3 separate regions of the Mus musculus genome follow, and regions 1 and 2 are each linked to region 3. Evidence: chromatin contacts called from public Hi-C data. All regions are on one chromosome and are shown on one strand. Each heading gives the region's core, a stretch centred on a gene start, on an enhancer-like site or on the middle of the called end of the contact. The rest is flanking DNA. Distances are from core to core; before and after follow the strand shown. Region 1 overlaps Prkcb (protein kinase C, beta). Region 2 has its middle 52 kb from the start of Gm39082. Region 3 holds the start of Cacng3 (calcium channel, voltage-dependent, gamma subunit 3).

The links. A called contact is a pair of places that touch in the nucleus more often than the background predicts.
Region 1: a Hi-C map of the N1E-115 cell line shows a contact between it and region 3, with 6 times the contacts expected there. The contact joins the enhancer-like site here to the promoter of Cacng3 in region 3. A contact is called at or near these places in 17 of 39 promoter capture datasets (the 3T3-L1 cell line, the C10 cell line, Sertoli cells and 10 more), 3 of 15 datasets of contacts at CTCF or cohesin (CD8 T cells, embryonic stem cells and pro-B cells), 36 of 484 Hi-C or Micro-C datasets (B cells, ECoMG myeloid progenitors, the G1E-ER4 cell line and 18 more), 15 of 115 datasets of contacts at active chromatin or transcription factors (PVALB interneurons, SST interneurons, embryonic basal ganglia and 10 more) and 5 of 9 other capture datasets (adipose tissue, embryonic stem cells, liver and 2 more).
Region 2: a Hi-C map of the N1E-115 cell line shows a contact between it and region 3, with 2.6 times the contacts expected there. The contact joins the enhancer-like site here to the promoter of Cacng3 in region 3. A contact is called at or near these places in 11 of 39 promoter capture datasets (the C10 cell line, cranial neural crest, embryonic stem cells and 5 more), 1 of 15 datasets of contacts at CTCF or cohesin (large pre-B cells), 2 of 484 Hi-C or Micro-C datasets (the N1E-115 cell line and ventricular fibroblasts), 3 of 115 datasets of contacts at active chromatin or transcription factors (SST interneurons, embryonic basal ganglia and forebrain) and 4 of 9 other capture datasets (adipose tissue, embryonic stem cells, liver and 1 more).

What each region holds. Positions count from the first base shown.
Region 1 is chr7:122,495,342-122,500,085 of GRCm38.p6, reverse strand. All of the region lies in intron 5 of Prkcb (protein kinase C, beta), which reads right to left. Among named protein-coding and RNA genes, the nearest start is that of Cacng3, 170 kb to the left of the region's middle. Within about 2 kb of position 1,410, at least 14 of the 459 cell types and tissues checked have an H3K27ac peak or open chromatin away from gene starts, as enhancers often do. A contact at or near this core is called in the N1E-115 cell line, PVALB interneurons, SST interneurons and 1 more, where this site is marked.
Region 2 is chr7:122,870,356-122,875,113 of GRCm38.p6, reverse strand. No RefSeq gene overlaps it. Among named protein-coding and RNA genes, the nearest start is that of Gm39082, 52 kb to the left of the region's middle. Within about 2 kb of position 2,698, at least 19 of the 459 cell types and tissues checked have an H3K27ac peak or open chromatin away from gene starts, as enhancers often do. A contact at or near this core is called in the N1E-115 cell line, where this site is marked.
Region 3 is chr7:122,669,280-122,673,610 of GRCm38.p6, reverse strand. It overlaps Cacng3 (calcium channel, voltage-dependent, gamma subunit 3), which reads right to left and starts at 1,867. Exons shown (of 4, transcript NM_019430.2): 1 at 1,627-1,867. The coding sequence starts at 1,837.

The DNA.
Region 1 (4,744 bases), core at 161-2,660, 170 kb after region 3:
GTCATGGAACTCAAAGGATTTTTGAGAACCTGACAGCCACATGCTCAAGTCATGTTCCCCAGGCAGTCGGAGGAAAGAGCTGTCACAGGAAGATAAGTTTTCTGTTTCTTCTACTGTTGTACAGAGGCGATGGGGTAAGAAACAATCTGTTGAAGGAGTCCCAGCAGAGAAATGTCTCCGTGTTATATACTGTCAAATATCCTCGGTAGCGCAGAAGCCATGAAAAAGAGGGAAATGTTCCTGGTAAACCCATTTATCATAAATGCATGACAGAGCGATAGTTAGATGTTGGGGCTGTGTGTGTGCATGGATCAATGGGTAAATGGACAGATGGACAGATGGGTAGGAAGACAGACCAGTGGCTGGGTGGCTGGGTGGGTAGATAGGTAGAGTGATAGATGTTTGCACAGATGGATGTACATATGAATGGCTCAGTGTTTGCATGATGGATGGGTTGATAGCTGAATGGGTAGATACATGGAGGGATGGGTGGGTGATTGGATGGAAGAATGAATCAATAAGTAGATGAGTATATGGATAGGTGAATGGGTGGGTGGGGGGGTGGATGGATGGATGGATCGATGGACAGACAGATGGATAGATAAGTACATGACAGAGGAACATGTGTGGATGATAAAGTAAAGAGCCTAGTCTAAGGGAAGTTGCCATTCCCATTGTCTAATTTTCTGAGCTGTTCATATCTCAAAGCCATTCATGATTAGCACCTTTTGAACTCTCCCCACACGGCCCCTATTCTTTGCCACTGGACATACACACATGTGCAGAGATACACATGTTTCATTCAAAAGACACTTCCAAACCACTCAAGCAAAGAGTTAAGATACCATCTGGCCATGTCATCCTCATCATTGCAAGAGGATTCTGGGGAACCTCTGACATACCTAGGCATTTAGACACTGAGCTCTGGGGATGTCTATGATGTGGGAGCATCCTGGGAAAACTGGTGGGACTTCAAGAACAGCCACCCCAAGAAGGTCACAGCTACTTGCTACCTACTGGAGAAATACTGGTGGTGGTTTTTGGAAGAATGCCTAACCAGACACTGATATAAATCTGATGCTCATCTCCAAAAAGCTTGCATGGCAGAGATAAAGTGCATTCTAGCACAGACCCCACCCCCATCCCTGCCTGGCTAGAATGCTCAGAAGGAAAGGGATGCCCTGCAGAGCCGACCCACCTGAGATACCATCTCTGGCTCACAGAGAGCAAGCCCTAGGATGTTTCTTCCTTCAGCACACAGTGACTCTATATATAATAGGCTATGGCTTTAAATGATTTGTTTCCCCAATTCCCACTTTACTGGATTTTGTCACTTGTGCCCCGAGGCTCTTCCCGCCACCCAGGCCCTGCAGCTAGACATGAGTCATCTCCTCTTGCCTCAGGGAGAGAGTTGTCAGGTGTGACGGAAGAACAAAGGCAGCAAATCCTTGACTTTTTGGTCCTCAAAGCTTCTGTCCCCTCCTTCTTCCCCAGCCACGGCTCAGAAGGTGAACTGCAGGGTGACAGGGAGCGACAGTCCCTTCTCTGCTCTGTGATGCACCCCTCTGGTGCCCAAGCTCTGACTTATACTTGCTTTCAGCACTGGCTTCCACTGCAGCAGCTGCAGGGCTGGGGATGGAGCTGGGTTAGGAAGGTGCCTGCCTAACAAGTCCCTAGCATGAAGGAGGTGTGGTGGTGCACACCTGAATTCCCAGCACCTGGGAGGGAGAGGCAGGGGGATGGGGAGTTCAAGGCTATCCTGACTACAAGAGTAAGTTGGAGGCCAGCCTGGGAACACCTGAGTCTCAAAACAAAAACAAACACAAAAATCCACAGCGAGCTCCCATGCACACCTTGCCCTAATACAAAACCCCAGGACTGGTCCCAGACGCTCAGTCCTAGAGAGAGGCTGGATCCAAACCTGACAGGGGCAGAGCTAGAGCAAACAGCCGAGACGTGTACTTTCCTATGTGTGATGAAAGATCCTCTCTCTCCCAGCCCATAGACTGAGAAGTGGTTTCTCCATCTATTGTCCACAAAACTGCAGCAGGCTAATAGGCAACAGACACCACCCAGACCTCTTGAAGTAAAGACCAAACTGAGTGTTCCGTTACTGTAACAAAACTTCCAGCTTATTCTGAGGCTCCTGAGGTATGAGAACCACCACTTTTGGCCAGCGCTGTCTGACAGAACTTACTGGAAGAATGGAAATGTGTGCTCTCCCTGCTAGCAGCCCCTGGTCACTGGCTGCTGAGGATGTGAAGTCTGGCTATTGTACAGGAAGAACTGAATTCTTTACTTTTCATTTAATTCTCATTGATTCCTATTTAAATGATCCCATGTGGCTGGTGGCTGCCATGTTGTACTGAGCGGCTGGAACACTTACGTCAGTCTCCTGCCTGACAGACCTACCTCAGTACCCTCTTCTTGCAGGTCAGCCTACGAGCTGCAGACAAATTAATCTTCTCGGAGCATAGATCTTATCATGTCGTCCCTGAGCCTGAAACACTCTCAGTGACTCACCATCCCTTTCTGAGTCGAACGAAGTCCATTTCCTTCTGTTCTTTTTTTTAATAAGACTAAAAATGACTTATCTCAGAATATGATTTTTTAAAAAGACTAAATAATTGTAATACATGACGATGAGTGAGCTCCTGTAAAAGACTTGTACTGAACGCAGGTTATACATGAATCTCATTTAATCCTCACCAAAACCTTATGATATACATATAGGGCTCTCTCTCCACTTCACTTATGTGAAAACTGAGCTGAGGAGGTTGAACGATGCATCTGACATCCCATAGCTGTCAATAGAAGAGCAGGATTGGAACCCATGCCAGTGCTGGGGACGATGGTGAGCTCTGTAGTTTAAGGAACTTCAAGTTCAAGGATAGCATGGTCTACTTGGTGACAACCAGTCTCAAACACCATGACTATACAACTATCTCTAAGACATCCCCCTAATCCTGGCAGGTTTTCCTGGGTCAAGTTTGATGTTGAATGTGCCCTCTCTTGGTTCGTCAGTGGTTGCATTCCCATGGAAGCAGCTTCTAGGGCTCCGTGAAACATGGGCACACTTGTTCTTTTGAAGTGAACAAGCGAAAGCTGTCATCAGATGTCTTGGATGCCTCTGGGTAAAGATTAACATATTTATCCCCAAAATAGCATATCTTTGCATCTCAGATGGTATATCTGGCACATCTTAAGGGAAGTCAGCACGTCATTCATCAAGGTGTTAACAAACAAACAAACAAACATGATGGAGGACCTTTTAAAAATGATACAGACAGATCAGGCAGGTGAGAGCCAGACAGGTGAGCAAGGACAGGTACCTGTTAGCTTAGAAAAGATGCTGAGCCATCACTGGAAAGAGAGGCCCATTGGACACGCAAACTTTATATGCCCCAGTACAGGGGAACGCCAGGGCCAACAAAATGGGAATGGGTGGGTAGGGAAGTGGGGGGGAGGGTATGGGGGACTTTTGGGATAGCATTGGAAATGTAATTGAGGAAAATACGTAATTAAAAAAAAAGTATGATATATAAAAAAAAGATGCTGAGGAGGGAATGAAATCTAATCTCAGCCTCCATCCCAGAGTGGAGAGTCTGTGTGTGTGTGTGTGTGTGTGTGTGTGTGTGTGTGTGTGTGTGTGTGTGTGTGTGTGTGTATGTGAGTGTGTGTGTGTGTGTGTGTGTGTGTGTGTGTGTGTGTGTGTATGTGTATGTATTATGTTGAAGCCCTGAAGGATATTGGTAGTCTCTGGGTAGGCCAGACACTAACTTTGTCATGGCTGGGCCATGTCCCGGGGAAGGAACAAACAAGCCACAGGGACAGAAGTGCTTGTGCTATTAGTTATCTGACAAGTGGTATAGAAACAATTTAAGCATCCACCATACCAAAGCAAGTGAGTACTGCATAGAAACTTCTTCTTGTTGTTGTTTTAAAAATGAGGTTCCAGATAGTTTCATTTTATTTATCATTTATTTTTATAACGTGTGGTGCTGGGAATTAAACCTGGGCCTCATGAGTGCTAGGCTAATCCCTCCGCCTCTGGGCTGCATTCCCACTCTCAGTTTCACCTTTAAAGAGGTCTCCAGAAGACTGCTTAAGAACTGATAACAAGCTGATGGGGTGGGGGAGATATCAGATATCAGATGCCTGCTAGGTGTTCTGGTGACTATGAGAGAGCTTCCTCCACAGTGCTCAGGCCTAGAGTCCTAGGTAATGGTGCTCTTCTGTGGAAATTTGACAAGGTGGGACCTAGCTAGAGGAAGAAGATCAAGGGGGTGGATCATTAGGAGTGTGTAACCCTGGCCCACTCCTTCACCTCCCCTGACCCCTGTTTCTTTTCCTCCCCCAACCCTCTTCCTATCAGGAAGAGCAGCAAGAGCTCTTCTGTCACGTGTCCCTACCACCATGATGTCCTGTCCAACTACATGGGACCAAGAGGCCACCACAGGATGACCAATCTGAGACTGTGAGCCAAACCCCCTTTTTTAAAAGTTGTTTGCCTCAGGTTTGGCTGGCCGACTGTAAGCTGACTAACACAGTGTGAGGTCATGTTACGGAGGGATGGGGAATAACGAAACTCTAAAGAGGTCATGGTTGAACAGAGTAAAAGTCCAAATACAGTCAGCTTTACTTCCGTGAGCTTCACATTTTTCAAAAGGAAAAAGGAAGAACTAGTCATGTGTGCGCGCAAATGTGTGTGTGCAACACTAAACTGATCCAAATCGCAACCAGC
Region 2 (4,758 bases), core at 1,449-3,948, 200 kb before region 3:
ATTCTCAGCTCCTTCTCCAGCACCATGTCTGCCTGGACTCTGTCATGCTTCCTGCCATGATGATAATGGAGTAAACCTCCAAACTGTAAGCCAGCTTCAATTAAATGTTCTCCTTTATAAGAGTTGCCTTGGTTATGATGTCTCTTTATAGCAATAAAACCCTAACTACGACTCCATCTTTAGTTTTGGTTGACCCATGCCTAACCTCCTCCTCTCAATGAGAGTGATTTCAATGGATATTTCTTGAGGTACCAAGTTTTATTGGTTTTCATTGACGAGGTTCAGATGTTCCTCTGAGGATGGATTTGCTGATTAGGTCATTTTGACACATGCTAGGATCATCTGGGAGGTGGGAACTTAAATTGAGAAAGTGTTTCCATTGGATTGGCCTGTAGGCAAGTCTATGGTGACTTTTTTTTGACATGGGAGGGCCTAGAGCATCCCTGAGCTATCGGGCCTGGGTCACAGAAGAAAGCAGTTTGAGCAACCCATGAGAAGCAAGCTACTAAGCAAAGTTCCTCCATGGTCCCTGAATCAGTTCCTGCTTCTAGGTCCTTGCCCTGATTGAGTTCCTGTCTTGGCTTCCCTCAAGAGGATGGACAAGTGATGGAGGCATATAAGCCAAGTAAGCACAATTCTCCTCAAGCTGCTTTTGGTCATGGTCTCTTTTTGGAAACCAAGCAAGAGGCTAGCCTCTGCTATTTCTATTTCAGTTGGCCAAATAGACTCAGAGAAACTTTAGATATCTTCTTTTATGTCTGGCATTAGAAGTTGGGAGAGCTCAAATTTCCTGAGGACTGTACCCAGACTTTTTACATTGGGGTTATTGGCGTGAATGAATAAGAACAGGAAAGTGCTTTGCTAGGAGGAGAATCTGCACTATTCTGTCAGTCCCACGTAGAAACCTTATTAGCTGCTTAATAAGAAAATATAACACAAAGCACCGTTAAGTAGAAACTAGGTGTGGTGAGGCATGTCTGTAAGTTCTAGCAATCAGAAGTTCAAGGTTATCTCAATTACACAGTGAGTTTGAGGGCAACCTGGGATGCTCAAGACTGTCTCACCAAAACAACCAACCAACAGATAAGAAGATAACCAGGTAACTAAAACTGCTTGAAGACATTATTGATTTATTAGAGAGGAAGCAGTTGAAGAGAATTTCAATGCCCCTAGTTTTGGGGAATTAATGATAAAATGGAATTAACACTTGGAGACAGGTACTCTGGGCACTGATGGTTAGATTTGTATGCAAGGGCTGGGACTGAAGAAAAACGCACTGGGGCTGTCTTCCCAGGACAGTTTCCGGCTGCAGACTGGGATCAGCTGGTATCATGGGAGGAAGAATCAGGAGACAGGAAATATTGCTAGGGGTACTCAGGAGAAGAGAAAGAGCCTGCTCCTTTTGCAGCCTCAGTCACCCTCTAATGCCCTCAGAGAACAGAACCTAGCAGGAAGCAGCTAGAAATGCAGAGATGTGCTCTTCCAGTTGCTGGCTCCTGGATCACAAGACCTCAGTGTCGAGTTTGGGGCTGAGAGATAACAGCTTAACAACTGGCACAGGGCCAGCTTGGCCAGAACCTCATCTCACTTCCCTGGGGATAAGAATTCTGGTGGGATGAAGGAAAGTGCCTTTGAGCTCATGGACTTTTGGCATGTGAGTACTCCTAGGGACGAGGTACCACCCTTCAGGGGCTCCTGAAGGCTCATACAGGATCCCAGGGATAGCCAGCATTGGCATCTACAAGGTGGGTGAAAGGAGGATTGTGACAGCAAGAGATGAGAAGATGTTGGCACTGCCTTCATTCCTATTACTCTTTATGGAGCCTACAAACATGGAGGAGAGTGGGAAAACAAGAAGAAGGTGTGTGTGTGTGTGAAAGAGAAAGAGGGGGAGAGGGAGAGGGAGAAGGAAAGGGAGAGGGAGAGAGAGAGAGCATTCAAGGGATTTGTGTTTTTATTTTGACTCTTTGCAATCAGAAATAAGACTTCAGTTCTTGTTCACGAAGGACCATAAGAGCTGTATAGTGTAAGCCCAGAGTTAGCTGAATATCACATTATAGTTTTAACACCAAGTCTGTGCATGATTACTGATTAGAAACTTGAATTTGGATACCGTTGGAGACTTTGGGGAAGTAAAATTCATTCTTTAGTCTGGTGCTCCATGTTACAATTAAACACCAGTTCAAATGATGAAAATACACTGATGTCACAAATACTTACCGAGTATCTACTGTGTATAGGTCTTGTGCTAGATTGACAACGCTGAATGAGATGCGAGCCTCGAAGGAGCCTTTGGAACATTTGCATTCTAGAACAGGGAATAAAGCAGTCACAGGAATTAGCAATCTGTGTAGCTAGCCACTTGACAGGGATGGGCCCTTGTTCTCAGAGGTGGTCAGATGAGGGATTCTATACCTGGGGGAGATGTCACAGACAAGGTGAGCGATCATTTAGATATTAAAGGATTATCAGGATTTAGGCACTCCTAAGGGCAGAAACCATTCATTACTCCCCAGAACAGCCACTCTGGAGGAAGAAGTGCATCATTTTCCTTTGTGCTTCTTGGAAACAAAGCTAGAGATCTTACCAGACACGATATTAAGACTTAATACAAAGATCTGCTTAAAAACGTGTGACATGTGAACCAGAGCCAACAAAAGGAGCCATTGATCAGAGCGCTGTGCCTGGAAACAGGCATCATCAGGGTGACTCAGCAGAGCCATAGAAAAGGACAGTGTTCTCATAAACAGTGCTGGGACAATAGGGGACCAGGACAGAAAAAACATAAAATTAGACCCTTACATCATACCTGCACAAAATCTATTCCAAGAGCATTATGGATCTAACTTTTAGAAGGCAAATAATAAAGCTTTTAGGAGATAATATGAAAGAATGTTTTCCTGACCTCAGGAGAAAATTGTTAAGTAAGATACAAATCACCAGCTATGGATTTGGCTCTGCTCAAATAAGAACTTCTCTTTATTAAAAGGCATTAGTAAGGGCTAGGGCTAGGGCTCAGTGGTAGAGTATTTGCCTGTTTTCCATGGACCCTGAGTTTGATCTCTAACACCAAAGGGAAACTTCATTAATAAGAAAGGCTTCATTAAAAGGTGAAAAGATGAGCCCCACGCGGGAAAAGAGTTGTAATGCAGAATAAAAGGTGTCTTATCTAGAATACAAGTACCCTTCAAGCCAAGTGTTCAGGTACACAGATAATACTACCAATGCAGAGGCTGAGGCAGAGGGATCATAGCTTTGATGTCAACCTGGGATGCCTAGAGAAACCTTGACTCTAAACAATTAAAAGTACTATAAATCACTAAGAAAAATACAAACCAACAAGAAAAAAAAAAACCCACAAAATACTCACAAACCTCATGGCCAATACAAGTGTGAACATCTTCAACATATGAACAATCAATTTTAGGTAAACTGAAGCCACGGTGAGTGGTAAGCAGCCTTCAGGATGGTTCGGAATGGTCGCCATGCCCTGGTGTTTGTAATCTCCCATTTATTATCAGAGCTAGTGTGTATGATCAACAGAAAATGTTGATATGCTGCTCCCGAGTTTAGTTTATGAAAGTCACGTGGAGTTCCATCTGGGTGTTCCCCCCCCCCCATTAGTTTGCTTGGGGAAGCCTGCTGTCCTGTCATAAGCAGTTCCCCGAGGACACTGTGGTCCAACCAATGGAGGCTCCCAGCCACCAGCTGTATCAGGGAGCTGGAAACAGATCTTCCTGCTCAGTTCAACTTCCAAATGACTATGGCTCTGGATAACATCTTGACCTCAGACTCTTGAGAGGCTCAGAACATTCCAACTAAGCCATCTCTGGATTCTTAACCCAAGAACAGGTGTGAGAAAATGCCTGCTGTCTTGTGATTTCTGAAGGCCATCTATTATTCTGCAGCAATAGCCAACAGAGACAGGGAGGGGTACCAGACAGGATGCTCAGTGTTGGTACAGATGCAGAACCATGGGAACGCTGCAGCACACACAGAGAGTGACAGAATCACTTTGCAAAGCCAGGTGTCTGCACCTATAATTTTAGAGCTTTGTTACTTGGCGTTTTTTACTCCTAGACACATGTATACTTTACAGAAGTGCGCTGTCTTGGGTACCAGGAATCATGCACAGTGTTCATGGAGGCAATGCCTGTGATAGCCTCATATTGGGAGTCACCCACATGACCATTCAAAAGGGAATGGATGAATGAATTTGGATGTATCATTATGCATGTTATTAATAGGCTTCAGGGCTATGTGGCTCCGTGCTACATGGAAGTAAACAGGCCTGATTGCCTTTCGATGCAGCTTGTTTAGGACACAGCTGCCCAGAGGCCTGACTTTCTGCTCTCTGCTCTGTGGATGTTCTGGGGCGTTTTATGTGGTGAAACTATGAGCCCAAACAAGGAATTGATCCTTTTTTTCCTGGTTATTTATTTATTTTTATTTTATTTGCATTGGTGTTTTGCTTTCATATATATGTCTGTGTGAGGGTGTTGGATTGCCTTGAACTGGAGTCACAGAGAGTTGTGAGCTGCTGCTGCTGCTGCTGTGTGTGTGTGTGTGTGTGTGTGTGTGTGTGTGTGTGTGTGTGTGTGTGTTGGTTCTCTGGAAAAGCTGTCAATGCCCTTAACCACTGAGTATTCATTCTCTCCAGCCCCAAGGAATTGATTTTTTAAAAAAAGGCCTTGTGGACCTTTTTTTTGTTTGTTTGGTTTTTTTCAAGGCAGGGTTTCTCTGTGTATTCCTGAATGT
Region 3 (4,331 bases), core at 618-3,117:
CACAGCATTGCAAAACTGATTCGATTCATAATTGCCAACACAGCAAAGGGAATGGTGGAAATTCTCCAAGGTGAATGACCTCATGCTAGCCGACTGCAAATGGTCAGAAATAACCACATTTTAGAATTTCTGTCAGTTTACTGGCTGCAGTGTACGCTTCAGTAGTTCTAACTCAAGACTATTGATTCTGAATCAGTCATTTCTTGGGTTAACTGAGAGTTAAAAGGGACAAATCTCTTAGCTAAGAGTATAGAGACCATTTGCAGCAGTACTTGGTGTTTTCTGACTTCACATGAAGTAGCCCTTTCCCTCCTGGGTTTCCCACCAGTTGCAAATCTGTGTTGGAAACAGAATCAACTGTAGTGGCGCTATAGGCAGGAGAGTTCAGAGCGTCAGGACGTGGGAAGGAGGCCAGAGAATGATGCAATATTACACTAGCAAGTGATGTCATAGCATTAGTTCCCAAGTCATTTACATAAATGCGAGTTCCCAAGAAACCCTGAGAAATGCCACAGGGAATGCAGGGGGAGGAACCAAGGGAGATCGAGGGGAGGGGAGGAAGCCTGTATTTTCCTGACTATCACTGTGATAAACTTCACTGACTTCCTGGAAGCCAGAGAAACAGCAAAAATCAACCAAGCAGACAAAATCCCTTCTTAGTGGCCCTTTAATCTAGTGGCTCCCTTAGGTAGCAGGTTCACAAAGCTTTGATTTTCTTCATTATTTTTTCACTCCTTGTGATACCCAGGTATTGTCCACTGAAACTGACAGTCACTCTTCAAGTGGTGAAGCAAGTTTAGTAGTGACATAGGCTACCTAAGAGCTCCACATTCTAAAATGGCCTGCCCACCTCATTATAATTTAGAGCAAATCCTCTAATTTTTAAAATTAGAAGCAATGAGATGCAATTCTCAGAGTCAGTCTTATCTAAATGTCAAGGAAATACATTTGCTGGTGATGGGCGTGATTTATGAATGAAGTCAGGTGGAGAGCAAACACCAAGACTTCAGTTTTATTTTGAGCCTAAATAATGAAACACTTATTCATAAAGACATTTTCTTTAGATGTGAGGGTGTGGGGATTAGGGCTTACATATTGTTCCCTAGTATAAGTTAACAAAGGGAGTTCATGACAATGTCTAGTTGGACCAAACTCAGAAGAGGCTGGTAAGCTTTTATTGATTAAAAGATAAAAAACCAGATCAGAGTGCTCCAGGTTAGATCAGTCCCTCAGCACCTTCCTGTCTTCTCTGCTTCCATTCCTTAATAATCCCCATTCACCAAAATGTAATTAAACAAATCCAAAGTCTCCTTCTATAGACAGAAATCCAAGCAGTGCACAACATGCTTAGAGACTCGGGATTAGAGGCTTTCTCAACTGCAGAAGGTGTTTAAGAGCGTTACAAAATCACATCACATTTGGCATAGACCAAAACCAATCAACAAGACCCAACCCTTCCATCCACACAGCACCAGGCTCCGTGGAAGCATAGTCTGGACCCTCACATATTTCCAACAACAATTAAAACTATTTTTCTTCCCCTCCATTGCCTCTATTTCCCCCCCAACACATGTCAGGACATTAGAAGCAGATCATTCAGAGCCAGTGAGAGGAATTTGTAAGTACCTTCCAAGCAGCAGGTCCTCCACAACCCGGAGTGGGTCATTACTTCTTCATTCTTCCTGCTGGTTTCATTGTCACTTGTAGATTTAGTCCTGCACACACCTCTGGAATATAGCCAGTAGTCCGTGCCCACTGCAATGGTCATTAAACTAAAAGCTGCGAAGGCTCCTACAGTAGTGATCAACATCTGGATACCTCTGTCACACATCCTCATAATTCTTCATGGTACTCTGAACGGCTGGGGGTTGGAGGGGTAGATTCAGTGACAGACGGGAGAATCACTCTGCAGCTGGGTAACCTAGGACGGCCTCTTCCAAAAATCCAGATCTCCTTTTGTCAGCATCCACGGGGACTTTGGGAAAGCTGGGATTTCCTGTCTTGGGCTCTCTCCAGTTCCCCGAGTCCTCTATGGCCCTCGGGAGGGTGCGGGCTCCAGGGGGTTGGTCCACATCACTGCCGCGGTCAGAGGATTCCTGGGTTGCTTTCATTCCTCAGGAGCTTGGTGAGGACTAGCGTTTGTGCAGGGCATGGCTTCGGAGCTTGGAGCTGCCAGCTTGGTTTGAGATGCGCCTGGTTTCTCACAGCCCCGAGAGACTCAAGGCAAAAGAAACCCAGAGAGGTCTGGTGTGTGAGCGTGTGAGCGTGTGTGCGTGTGTGCGCGCGTGTGTGTGAGTGTGTGTGTACGTGTGTATGTGTGTGTGTGCGTGTGTATGTGTGTGTGAGTGTGTGTTTGTGTGTGTGTGCGCGCGTGCGTGCGTGTGTGCGAGCGCGTGTGCTGGGGGTGAGGGCGGATGGCAAAAAATAGCTCTGCTGGGAGGCGAGTCGCTGAGAAGAGTGTTCACTGCTTCCCCAGCCTCCCAGGAAAGCTCTCCGCCTGCTCTCCACACCCCCGCGCAAACTGGAGAAAAGGGAGAGTCCTGGGGCGGGGGCCGGCCACTTGCGTCGGAGAGCTGAGGTCCGTGGTGCTGAGCGGACAGCTCCTCTCCTGTTGCCCAGCCTCCCACTTCTCAAGGCCGGGTCGTTGGAGGTCCGTGGTGCTGAAGGGACAGCTCCCCTTGCCGCTGCACCGTTCCTCGTGGTCCTAGTCTAGGAACTCCGGGTGCTGAAGGGTCCCTTCCCTAACACTCTCCTAGTGCGTTCCTAGAGCCAGCCAGCCAGCTCAGCTCTGCGTACTCAAGCCCACAACCAAGCAAAGTTTCGGGAGCCCAGGGCAATCAGCATCAGGGCTTCAGGGCACTGCAGTACGGCGGATCCGGCTCCTCAGAGGGAAGGGTTAAGGACAAGGGCCCACAGCGCACTCTGGCGCGCGCGTTATCTCAGAGCCCACCCCACGCAGCATTCTCTAATCAACCCTCCTCCTCATCCCTGAGCCCAATGAGCCAGGCAACTTTGCTCTTTGCTGCAGGAGTCCACTAGGGAGACAGAAGCCGGGAAAGATCTAATCTTTTTAAAGGGATGGGAGACTGACTGGTGGCTCACTTGGGTGGGCAAAATGTTGTCTATGTGTATTTGTCTCAATTTCATTCCTCAGAAAACAAACCAATATGTCTACCCTCCTGTCTCCGGAGCTCAGATTTACACAGGAGACAGTGTGCTTACATCAGACCCAGAACCATTCATATGTATATGTGAACATATATACCTCTAAAGGGCTGAAGGAACTAAATGTACCTAAACTGTTGTTTACATATCAGGGACCTTGGATGAAGGGATGTAAAGGTTTGATTTCTGAATACACTTCTTAAATATTTTCACACTTTTACATTTGAGGGGGTGGTGAATTCAGGATGAGAGAGCATTGAAAACGTCAGCTTCTCTCCAAAGGCCCTGGTGCTGTTCATTTGTTAACATCTTCTAAGTCAGACCAGGATGCAGGTGTAATTAGGTCTGGGCTCCTTGCTTGCCCAAAGCACAAATGTCATCACACACCTGTGAGTTCTTTCCCTCAGAAATAGCAAATGCTGAAAAGAACTGGCACAGACCAGCTTCCCGGTTCCATATGTTCTAGCATATAGATAAGGACACACACTAAGTTGACTTCAGGCATTCCACCGAATTGCTCTGACCAATTATTTTCTTGTGGGCTGACAGGTAGTAACACCCATTTGGATGCTTGGAATTGAGGCTGCATGCGCTATTTCTACAACCCATGAGATGTGCCCACAACCAGCTGTCATAGTTGAGTGTTATTTAACTGGACAAACATATAATGGAAGGGGATCACAGACATCTCCATTCCCCAGGATGCCATTTCTGGCTGTATGAGAGCTTCTATTCAGGTAACTGAGTAGGGGCAATATACTGAAGAAGTCTCAGACTTGGCTCACAACCTTTTTGTTACTTTGATATTTTTATTTTTATGTTAATGTCATTTGAAGATTTGGTTCTTGGTGTTATATATACATATGCGTGCACATATAGGCTTATTTGTATAGTTGTGTTTATGTCTAAATGAGTACTATGGTCAATTTTGTCATGATTTCTGAATGCCTATGAATTTGTTGCAGACATAAAGTAGATATGTGAGTATATGTGTACACACACATGGTGCAGTTTGTAGGGTCATGTGATCGTGCTTTATATAAATACACAGCTGTATGTATGTATGTATGTGTGTGTGTGCGAATATGCAGGTACAGTGTGGATTTGTCTGTTTATATGCATTGAGTTGTATATATGTATGTCACATTTATACTGACAATTTAACA